2 separate regions of the Gasterosteus aculeatus genome follow, and region 1 is linked to region 2. The links are chromatin contacts, called in public Hi-C maps. All regions are on one chromosome and are shown on one strand. Each heading gives the region's core, a stretch centred on a gene start, on an enhancer-like site or on the middle of the called end of the contact. The rest is flanking DNA. Distances are from core to core; before and after follow the strand shown. Region 1 overlaps sec14l1 (SEC14-like lipid binding 1). Region 2 holds the start of pecam1a (platelet and endothelial cell adhesion molecule 1a).

The links. Hi-C and Micro-C count contacts between places; a contact is called where the count stands out from the background.
Region 1: a contact with region 2 is called in a Hi-C map of skeletal muscle, with 7 times the contacts expected there. The contact joins the enhancer-like site here to the promoter of pecam1a in region 2. A contact is called at or near these places in 2 of 6 Hi-C or Micro-C datasets (both in skeletal muscle).

The regions. Positions count from the first base shown.
Region 1 is chr11:14,559,192-14,564,390 of fGasAcu3.hap1.1, reverse strand. It overlaps sec14l1 (SEC14-like lipid binding 1), which reads left to right. Exons shown (of 15, transcript XM_040191153.2): 13 at 1-44; 14 at 164-342; 15 at 461-1,081. The coding sequence ends at 566. Among protein-coding and RNA genes, the nearest start is that of sec14l1, 8.8 kb to the left of the region's middle. Within about 2 kb of position 3,375, at least 1 of the 9 cell types and tissues checked has open chromatin away from gene starts, as enhancers often do.
Region 2 is chr11:14,479,766-14,484,797 of fGasAcu3.hap1.1, reverse strand. It overlaps pecam1a (platelet and endothelial cell adhesion molecule 1a), which reads left to right and starts at 3,389. Exons shown (of 15, transcript XM_040191581.2): 1 at 3,389-3,687; 2 at 3,787-3,810; 3 at 4,564-4,857. The coding sequence starts at 3,627.

The DNA.
Region 1 (5,199 bases), core at 2,126-4,625, 80 kb before region 2:
TGGTGGAGAAAGCCCTCACCTGCAGGGAGGGAGAGAGCGTGCAGGTCAGAGGTCATTCTGCCTCCATCTACTCTCTCTCGACTGCGACATCAAAGGAAGCGAGAGCCTCCCCGTCGGCGCCGAGTGAAATTGACCCGCGCGGCTTCTCCTCCTGTTCAAACAGGGCTCCCACGTAACGCGCTGGCCCGGCTTCTACATCCTCCAGTGGCGCTTCCACAGCTCCCCGGCGTGCTCCGCCTCCAGCCTGCCCGGGGTGGATGATGTGCTGGCCTCGCTGCAGGTCTCCTCCCACAAGTGTAAGATGATGTACTACACCGAGGTGCTGGCCTCCCATGACTTCAGGTCCGTTCAGCTCTTTTCTCTCGTCTTGTCCGGGGTTCTTGCTGTAATACAATTACTGTGAAATATTGCGTATAATCACGCCTGAATGTTCCTTTTTTTTTTTTTTTTTTTATTCCAGGGGATCCATGACCAGTCTGGGGTCGAGTCACAGCGGCTTCTCCCAGCTCAGTGCCGCCACCACGTCCTCCAGCCAATCACACGCCAGCTCCACCGTCTCAAGGTAGCATCTGCCCGCCAGATGTTTGAAACGACAGTCCTCTGACCGTGCCTTACGGAGCTTTCCACGGATGGAGGCGAGGAGGCTTTTGTGGAAATGTTTATATATTTACAGAGTTTTGTGTTATTAATATTTGAAAATAAACTGTACACTTTGATCTCTAGGGGATTATGTATTTTAGGTGTCCTGTCCGTCGAATGACTGACTCGTCTTTTTGTTTGTTTTTATTAATGTTAGTGAACATAACGACCGTGTTGCAGTAGATGCGTGTCCGCAGCATTTGCTGTGCATCTGCTGGATTGATGAACGCAAAGCCCGGTGCCTCACAAACCTCATTTTCTAAATATTCAAAGTATCTCTGCCAAATGCAGCTGCTTTTATCCTCCACCAGATGTCAGTGTCCTCTGTGACTCCACTGCTCTCCCATCCGCATTGTTCACACTTCCACACGTTGCCTGGACTTTTAAGAGAAAGAGAGAGAGATAATTGTTTTGAATAAAGAATTTATCCCAAGCATTACAATTGATTGTAACATGATTGTGTTTGTGGCGTTGCACTGGATTTTCTGCAGAAGCAGTAGTTGGGTTGTATTTCTAAAGCTTGGTTATTAATCACTTTACTGCGATAGTTTAGAGCGAGTAGGTGATGTGAAATCTCTGTTAATGTTCCCTGAGTTTTTTTTTTGTTTTTTTTTGGACTCTTGGTTGCTGCTTTAAATGCAGTACAGTGCGGCCCCTTGCGATCTGGCACGGCGCCCGGCCGGCAACTGATTTACATAAAACTTTAATTTCCATAAACTTATCAGAAGCTTTCAGCTCAATCTTAATTCAATTTCCCAGTGTTGTTTTTTCCCCGTACTGTTGTTTTTCAGACTTATGTGGTGTTGATGCTTAACCCGACCAGTCAGGTGGATTTAGTTTTCTTTGGGATTGATTGAACTGGCGCGCGGCCTCCTGCTGGTGACGTCGGGGGTCGTTAGAATGAAGAAGCGCAGTGACTTGGCCAGAAGTTTATTTACTGTGTCACCCATCTGGCTCTAATGGCCTCCCAAGACGCACATTATCCAGATAAATAGCAGCACCTCTTTCCCCCGATACACAGAATCTACTTTAAAACGCCTTGTTCCCTGAGCACTGATGTGATTTAAGGCTGAATTCTTTTACTGCCTTTCACAGGGTTGAAAAAAAAGATACATTACACGGGTAACTTTAGGCAAGTCAATCAAATCCTACTTAAAGCATCAGCTTTCATGGATTGACCTGATTCAACCTTGAGAAGGAGGGACGGGTGTTTGGATGATTCATGGTTACATTATGTATCCTTGACCCAACAGAAACTGCTGATCTTCTCCGAACTTCTTTGTGGCGTCTGTGCAGAAATGTCACATTGGAGTTATTGCGATGTGGCCCAATGCCTAAACATCGTGCTTTGAAATTTTAATATTTTGTATTTACAAGTTATTACAACTGAGGTCATCGTGAATGTGTGTGTGTGTGTGTGTGTGTTCTGACATTCCTTCAAATGAACCTCGTGGTGGCGCTAGAAGTGAAGCAGCAGATTACATGAATTCAATCCAACACGTATCCGCTCAGACAGCACGGGTACCGCGCTCCTCCCCCCCTCCCTGTTATGAAAAATGTATTCTGCACCTCTTTAATGAGATGAATTTTACCTCACGTTTGTGTTACAAGTCGTGCAGAAAACCGCTTTGTTGTGCGGACGCTCAGTTCTGTGGCTTTAAAGCATTTCTGTCCTTTGAACGTAACATTTGTCTCCAAAAGGAACCAGCTAAAGATTTACTCCCCCACCCAAAACCGCTCGCTCTCTAATCTGCCTCAATCTGGTGGTGTTGGGAGTTTGGAGAAGCAGTCAATTTAAAATGTTGAACAGACACTAGATGTCTTAATTCTTTGCAGACGTGCTGCTGAAATAGTCTGGGAGTTGTTGTTACGGATATAAACACCCGGCCTTCCCTGGGAATAGACACATGGTAATGAATAATCCTTCAGAAACACCAGAGGCGGGCGTGCAGATTGTCAACAGGGGGGCTGCTTTTTTCAGGGGGGTTGTTTTTATTTCAGCTTTTCTCAAAATAATTACCCAGTCTCAGCATTCCAGCATTCTTAAAGGGCCGTGGGTAGAAACATCACAGCACCTGAGACACATCGTGTGCTGATCAAATCCCACCAAACCGTTTGGCCTTTGCTCAGATCTTATTTTATATTCCCGCTCACTGTGTTTGCTTCCTTGTTACATTCCCGCTAATTCACAAGGAGAGCACTGGACTATTTTAAGAGACACTTTGTCCCTGGTTGTGGCTGAAAGTGGCGTTTGAATCGAGCCCTGTTGTATCACCGGGAGAAGAAGTGCGTGTTTTTTATGCCGCCTCCACCCGAGTCGTGGACCCGTCTGTTTAACTAATCTCACGTGGAAGAGACGTGATGCAGGTCTACGAGTGTGCGGGGCCTGATTAATATGTCCGCTTACAAATAGGTACAGTCACATCTATTTATCTGTGATGCTTCATAGCTCTCATGTCTTCTAACATTGATTTTCTCCGCTGCAGAGACCATCAATCTATCTCGCTTCAATTTAGGCCAATTTCTGAGCATTGTCCTCATTTGCAAAGAACTCAAAGAAGCTCTACTGAAATCATCTCTTATTTATCAGACCGCTACTACTGTACATCTCTGGTGGTATCTTTGCCCCCCTGACGTTCTCAGGTTCTCAAATATTCAATCCGGGCATGAAACCCAGAACGCGCAAAAAGCCGCTAATTAATGACATTCTTTAGAGTCTTGTGCAAACTACACGTTTCCAAGGAAACGGAACTAACCGCCATGAATCATAACATGATTGTGTTTGCTTTTCTTCAGCAGAGTGGTAAGTGTTGTCAAAACTTTAACCGCGGATCATTATTTTAGTGCGTCGCAGACTCTGTTACAAGTCGTTCATCAATTAGCAAGCAACGAAATTCATTTGTTGCAAACCCGAACCCCGTGATGGCAGATATTTTAACACGGAAGGGAAACCACGAGTGTAATTAATGAAGTTGACGAGGGCTGCAATCCATTTGGCTTCCGTTTGGTGGACTTTGGCTGACTGACGGGTGAACGGAGCAGAGGCTCCGATGATGCAGTCCGTGGTTTTCCTGCTGCAATGAGCGCTTAGCGTATCTGCCACGAAAAGGGCCAATTCACTAACACACACTGCCGTGAAAATGACAAGCACCACCTTCCTCCTGCCTGTGGTCCGTCCCGCTCAGCACCGGCTCTGGTAAGGTGCCTCTTAAGGCGTCCGTCTTTGCTCGCATCCCTTTGCCGAGGCCTCACCTTTGCGTTTTTGTCTCATTTGGCAGGCAGAGGGGCTGAAAAGAAATCCTCCCCACTTAGGGTAGCGAACAGGGAAAACATTCAAGGCCGATGTGGGTTTTGTGGAGCTCCCGGGCTCCTCTGGGGACCGGCTGCTCTCTCGTCTGCTGGTCCCTTTTCATCCGTTCACGCTGTGTAGAGGAGTATGTGGTGTCTGGTCGTCTCCACACCACATCACCACCATATGCAGACTTTTTGCCAGTTCATCAGAGCTGAAAAAAAATAGCTGATTAATCAGTTGGGCCTAGTTAATTAATGCTTATTATTCATTTTCACACAAAAGTGCAAAGCATCCTATTTTTCCAGTTTCTAAAGTGTGAATATTTGCAGCCGTTCTTGTCTTATGTTGCAACAAAAGGGCCGCATCTAATGTTATTATTAATCTGCAAATGATTGTCTCAATTAGTCATTTAGCCCGTGAAATATCACAAAACACAAGGGGAGGTCTCAAACTCGCATCTTTTTCCCTAAGCGTCCATCAGCTTATTAATAGATCACACGAAGAAAAGATCAAATTAAAAGCAGATCTGTGGAACTGAAGCTAGAACCAAACAACGTTTGGCATTTTTGCATAACCGCGTCCTTTTGAATAACTGTCTTAAAGAGTCAAAAGGTTATATTTCTGCCTCTAGACGCAGACTTGGTGTGTGCAAATCTCTATTTACTGCCCCGTTCTCTTCTTCCAACATCAGGTTTTCATTTTAGACGGAAAGGCTGGTTTCTCTCGCTGTTTCAGACGATCCTCTTACAGATGTAGCGAAGCAGAGAACAAGAGCAGGTGAAGCGCAGCCAAAACGCTGTGGTTGAAAAATGTGTTTCTTGGCACCGGCATCCGCTGCTCTCCCTCGTCCGTCCAACATCACGAGGTGGTTGCAGTGAGCCGGGCCCACGAGCGATCCCTCCGCGCACGCTGGCACCGCACCGCTCCGTCGGTCGTATATAACCCATACTTTTGCTCGTGCATGTGACCTTTGCCCTCGTGCACGCTGGCACCGCACCACTCGGTCTGCCCGGGACTTCTGTCTTCCTTCAACTACCTGCTTCTATGCACTGTGTAAATTAAAATAAACTATTCTCAGCATTAAGGGACGCTTATTCTCTGCCGACAGCGAGTTAATTATTATTTTGGGCCGGATTGCAGCACATTAAAGCCGTTGGCGGATGCAGATCAGCGGATTGGTCCAAACTGGCACTCGTTGCTGTGACTCCCTTTGGCTCGAGCTGTGAAGCCCTGCGGCTGTTCACGTCGATAACGACCACGCGAGGCCT
Region 2 (5,032 bases), core at 2,140-4,639:
CGATGCTCAAACCACTGAGGATCCTCCTCGGCTGATTCCACCTCAGCCTCTAAAGCTTTAGGTCAAACGAAAATAACATGAATGACAGAAATGTCATGTTTGCCTCAGATTATCCGCGTGGTTTACCACTGTCTGAGATTTGAGTGATGCTCTTTTAATTACATCATGGTGCTTTCTTCCATGATTTAATGAGACTGCAAAGGCGAATTAGCATTACAGGTTATTTATCTTGATGCAGACATCTCATCATATTCATATAACTGGTGTGGATGGGGTTGCACATTAAGTAGCTTTTGCTTTTGCAGATATTCGGGATACTTTCATTTGTAAGAAAACACGTCTATAGTTTCAGGCCGCAGCCTCTGAAGCCCAAACACAAATGAGAGGAAAGTTAAGCTGTTTCTGAAGGCCTGATTGATTCAGGGGGCAATTAGTTTTTTTTTGTGGAATAGATTTTGGAGAATCTTACAGAGGTGATCCTCTCTGGCTCGCTGTGTCTCACCCGGGTTCGTACCGGGACTGCACCCCCCCGGAGTGACCTGCTCAAGGACACTTCAGCAGGGCGGCTCTAACAGGGGTCTCGGGATGAAAATACGGAATTAGTCTCGTATCTAAACCAGCATGTGTGCAGCGGAGGCCTTGGATCCAGCTCCTTGTGGGGAGAGAGCAAACAGCAGGCGTCTCAGGGCAATCGCCCCCTGTGGACTCTCAAATGGAGCCGCCCGCCTACCGCCATGGATACACGCACGCATCCAGGAGGTCTGAAGCACACTTCTGTGAGAGCTCGCCGCTAATGACCTGCAGCACGGAACAATGAGCGCGACTTTCTTTCTTCTGGTTCCTTGTGCTACTGTACAGCAGCTGCTGCTGTACCAGGACCCGGTCCTCCACAGGAAAAGCGAGAGGGTCGATGCAGAGAGGCCGTCACCGCCAGGCCTTTGTAGATCATTTATTATTGATTCAGCGGATATGAGGTGGGTGGAGCGAGGAGGGCGGAGAGCGAGAGAAAGTCGGTAATAAGACTTATTTACAAAGTGGGAAGAGGGCGATGGGAATTTAAAGTCCCTCGGCTAAATTGGTAAAACGGATCAGCGATGTTGAACAGATAGTTAGTGATGGACTGATGGCGTCGAGGTCGGGCTCGAGGTCGCGTGGGACTCGTAGCTCCGGGTATTCGACTTGTAGCAACACGCTTCCTGCAGACTGCTTTGCCCGCGGCGGAAACATCTCCGCGTCGTCCTCCACCCACAGTGTTTCCAGTCGCCGAGCCTCGATGAGCGGCGGAGAAACTCTTCGGGGACGCGACGCTGTCACAGCGCACTGTGCCAGGGAGGAGAAGGTGGAGGGTGGCTCAGTGAGCTCAGTGAGCTCAGTGAGCACAGCAGCAGCCAATGGGACGGATCTGCACACAGCAAATCTTCAATACATCTGATTTGATTCCAATTTTAAATGTGCACATCGGAAAAAAACTAAAGCAAATGCAAACAGACATCCAAGGGTGGCCAATGATGTCAAAATACATTTCTTACAGTAGGATGTCTTTTGTCATTTGCAAAAGACATCACAGAATACTCGTCCCTCATCGTCTCTGCAGAGGCGACGTTGCTCGCGTTGATATGCGTTCGCATTGGGATGGTTGAACCTCCAAACGATGGGATCCACACCACAGAATGCAGCAGAGCCAGAACCTGCTCGGCACTGGAGAGAGAGAGAGAAGTGCCGCCAGGACGGAAGCCCGGGGAGAAGACATCCATCAAACCGCCGCCCCGCACCCAACGAGAACCGACGGTGTCAACGGCACCACCGTGGCCTCCATCAATCTCCCTCTTCAATGCAACACTCTCGTTACAGTCATGAAAGTACAGTAAAAGCGTGAGTGGAATATCGCTCAGCGAAATGAGTCAGTGGAAGAAGTGGGCTGCATTACTGAAGGGGGAGAAATAAAGCTGATATGTCAAGAAGACAAAATGATTGTAGATTACAGTGTCAAGTTATCACATCAGTACCACTGTGCAGCGCTCACAACCTCCAAACCAGCCTTCAGGGAAACTGGGTTTATTTATAATATTAAGCAAATGTAAGAGAAGTTCGTCAAAGTAATGTGTACACAGAACTATACCTAGAATAGAATACCTAATACCTGTCTGCTAGCCTGTTGGCTCACTTTGAATGAATATCCAACCTAAACCGAGCAGTGCTTTTCGAACATTTTCGAAGGGTGCCCGAGTGCATATCCTCACTGTGTTTTTAAAAGGTTTAATAGAAAGCTGAGTGAACTCTGATCAACAGCAGGACGGACCGATGTGTGTGTGTGTGTGTGTGTGTGGAACAAGCACAAGCCGGAGCATCTCTGTGCGGAGGCTGACTGGTCGCGTTCATGCCGTGATTACAGCACAAGTCGGAAAGGACAGTTTGTGTGGGAATAACACGGCTGTCTCCCATCAAGGTCACATCTGCAGCAGCTCTGTGGAGATACAGATGTACTTCTGCACACCCTAAAGATGCATTTTGTTTGTAGAATGTAGCATAACTGAAAGCGACTGGGATCAGGCTCCAGACATGAGCAAATCTTTGTCCTGTTGGTCTTCAGCAGCTCTTAGTGGTCACGGTTAAGAACTGCAGGATGCTGCACAGAGTTGCATACTTACATCTGCAATTTATATACAAATGCAACCGCATTTGCAGTATTAAAATCTGTGTGCTTCTGTGACAACAAAAGCTCATATTCCCATCGCGGTCTGTGATGTTGATATTGTGCATAATGCATGTAATATGGTGGGAAATCTACTTTATTGAGCGGCGTCCTAAAATCAGCCTGAGGCTTGTAATTGGACGATGAAAGATATTCACCACGATTACGATAGTGATTATGAGATAAATCCACGTCTTCTCAGGTCTCTCAAGTATCTCAAGCTGTAGCCAAAATTAACCGGACTTTCCCAAACGTTGTGAATTTCACCCCAAATTGCGCAAACACACGTACAGATGAACTGTACCCGCCCTGCAGTTACTAAAAATGTGAGTTTGTGCCCTATAAATGATTTACGCAGCATCGAACGAGATGAATGAGTGTGGGGTGCAAGGCGGTAGATGGTGTTTTGAAAACACTGAATATCTGATATGTCTAATTAGAGATGCGACCGCGACTCAAGAGGAAGACACCTGCGGTAAGAGGTCAGAGTGGAGCCTTTAGGTTCCTGCAGAATGCCCCTTGTGTTTGGACTGCTGTTCTCTGGATACATAAAACAACAATCTTTCATGCTTGTCATCTAAATCAATCTGTTTAATTGAGTGGGAAACATCCAAACCGGGGGGGGCATCAGTCTTGAATTTCCCTTTGACGCACACGAATCGAGAGACGTTAAACGCTAGATTCCTGAGGAAGTAAGAGTCATTTCCTGGTCCCTCAAGCAGCACAAGGAGAGTGTGTGGTAACACAAGCCCCCCCCCCCTCACACACACACACACACACACACTAATGCCGAAATGCCGGTTTGTCCTCCTCACACTCCACCTCTCCCTTCCTGCGGCCCTCCCTGATCCTTGTGGCTGCCCGTCCGGCCTCCGTCTCGTGGGCCCTGGAGCTGCATTAGAAGCCTCACAGCAGCGAACCTCCGTCACTCAGGATGGAGTCCGGACCCCCCAGCCTGCCGCTGCTGCTGCTCCTCACCTGCCTGCTGCACTGCTGTAAGGAGCCGCCGCGCCGCCAGGGTTCGAGGACGTTCCTTCAGTCGAACCCAGTCTCCAGACTCTGACTTTTGTTTGTCTTTTCCCCTCCAAACGCAGGGCAGGGTGGCCGAGGACAGCCGTGTGAGTACAACCGCGCTGTGTGCGACTCGATGGGAACGAATGTAGTGTCGCGTCTCAGATTAAGAAAGCTATTTTTACCTCGCGCGGTTTATTTTCTGCGAGTTGGGCATCGCATCGCGCTCTCCTGGCCTCCTTGATATCTGAAAGTCTTCAGTGAGATTCATTGAAGATATTTTTAGGTGCACAGACGACTCTGAGGTGATCTGTCAACTCGGTTTGAATAAACCTGCCAAATTTTGAATAGCTTTGAAATAGCTTGTGTTTGGATGCAAATGCCTGTGGGTTTTGTTTTTTTTGTGCACACAAACGCGACCTTTAGCGCCCGAATGAGATGCACCGGGCTTTCCAACGACTACAAAGTACCACATCCTCTTTATTATTATCCACCTTCAAAATGTTCCGGGAGTGTGGAGCGAAACCCTTATGGTGGGTGTGAGCGATGGTTCGAACCAACAGAAGACTTTACGTTCTGCTTCAGTTTCCATAGTTCTTTTCACCGCATAAATCAACACACCTCCCCCGCCCCCCCCCCCTCCCCGTGGGGGTTGCAGGGGGTTCAGATGCCGTTTGTTGAAGCCTTTTCCTTCCTCCAGCACCTCCCTCAGACTGGAGGCCCGGGCAGCGCCAACACACCCTGACTGGTGCATTGTGGCGCTCGCTCCGTCCCCTGCTGTTGGTTTTGCTGTTCATCTCTCACGCATGTCTGTATGTGCATGTGTGTGTTTGTTTTGTGCGACGTGTGCCGCCCTACAGCGTACACCATAGACACCGTTGACCTCACGATCCTCCCCAGCGGCGCGGTTCAGAGCGGCACCCCGGTGACCGTGCGCTGCCGCGTCAGAGTCAGCCACGACAACATCCCCCACCTGCAGCACGACTTCCAGCTCAGGCTGGACGACGTGCCCGTCCACTCCTCCACCACCGAGGACGACTCCATCGCGTACCAACTGCCCCGGGCGCGGGCCGCCGACTCCGGCAGCTACGAGTGTCGAGTCACCGTCCGGGACAAGAGCAAAGCCAGCTTCGGCAGAAAGCTCCACGTGGCAGGTGAAGCTGCGCGTTGGCACTGTGGATTTCTCATAACCGGGGGTTCATTTGTTTTTACTCAGATGCCATTGTTCATGTCTGACAGGACACTACGGCGTCAAAGAATGCAATTTTATTGCTGGAATTCTGCTGCGTATCAGCGCATTTGGGGGCGGAAAATCAACATAAACCCGTT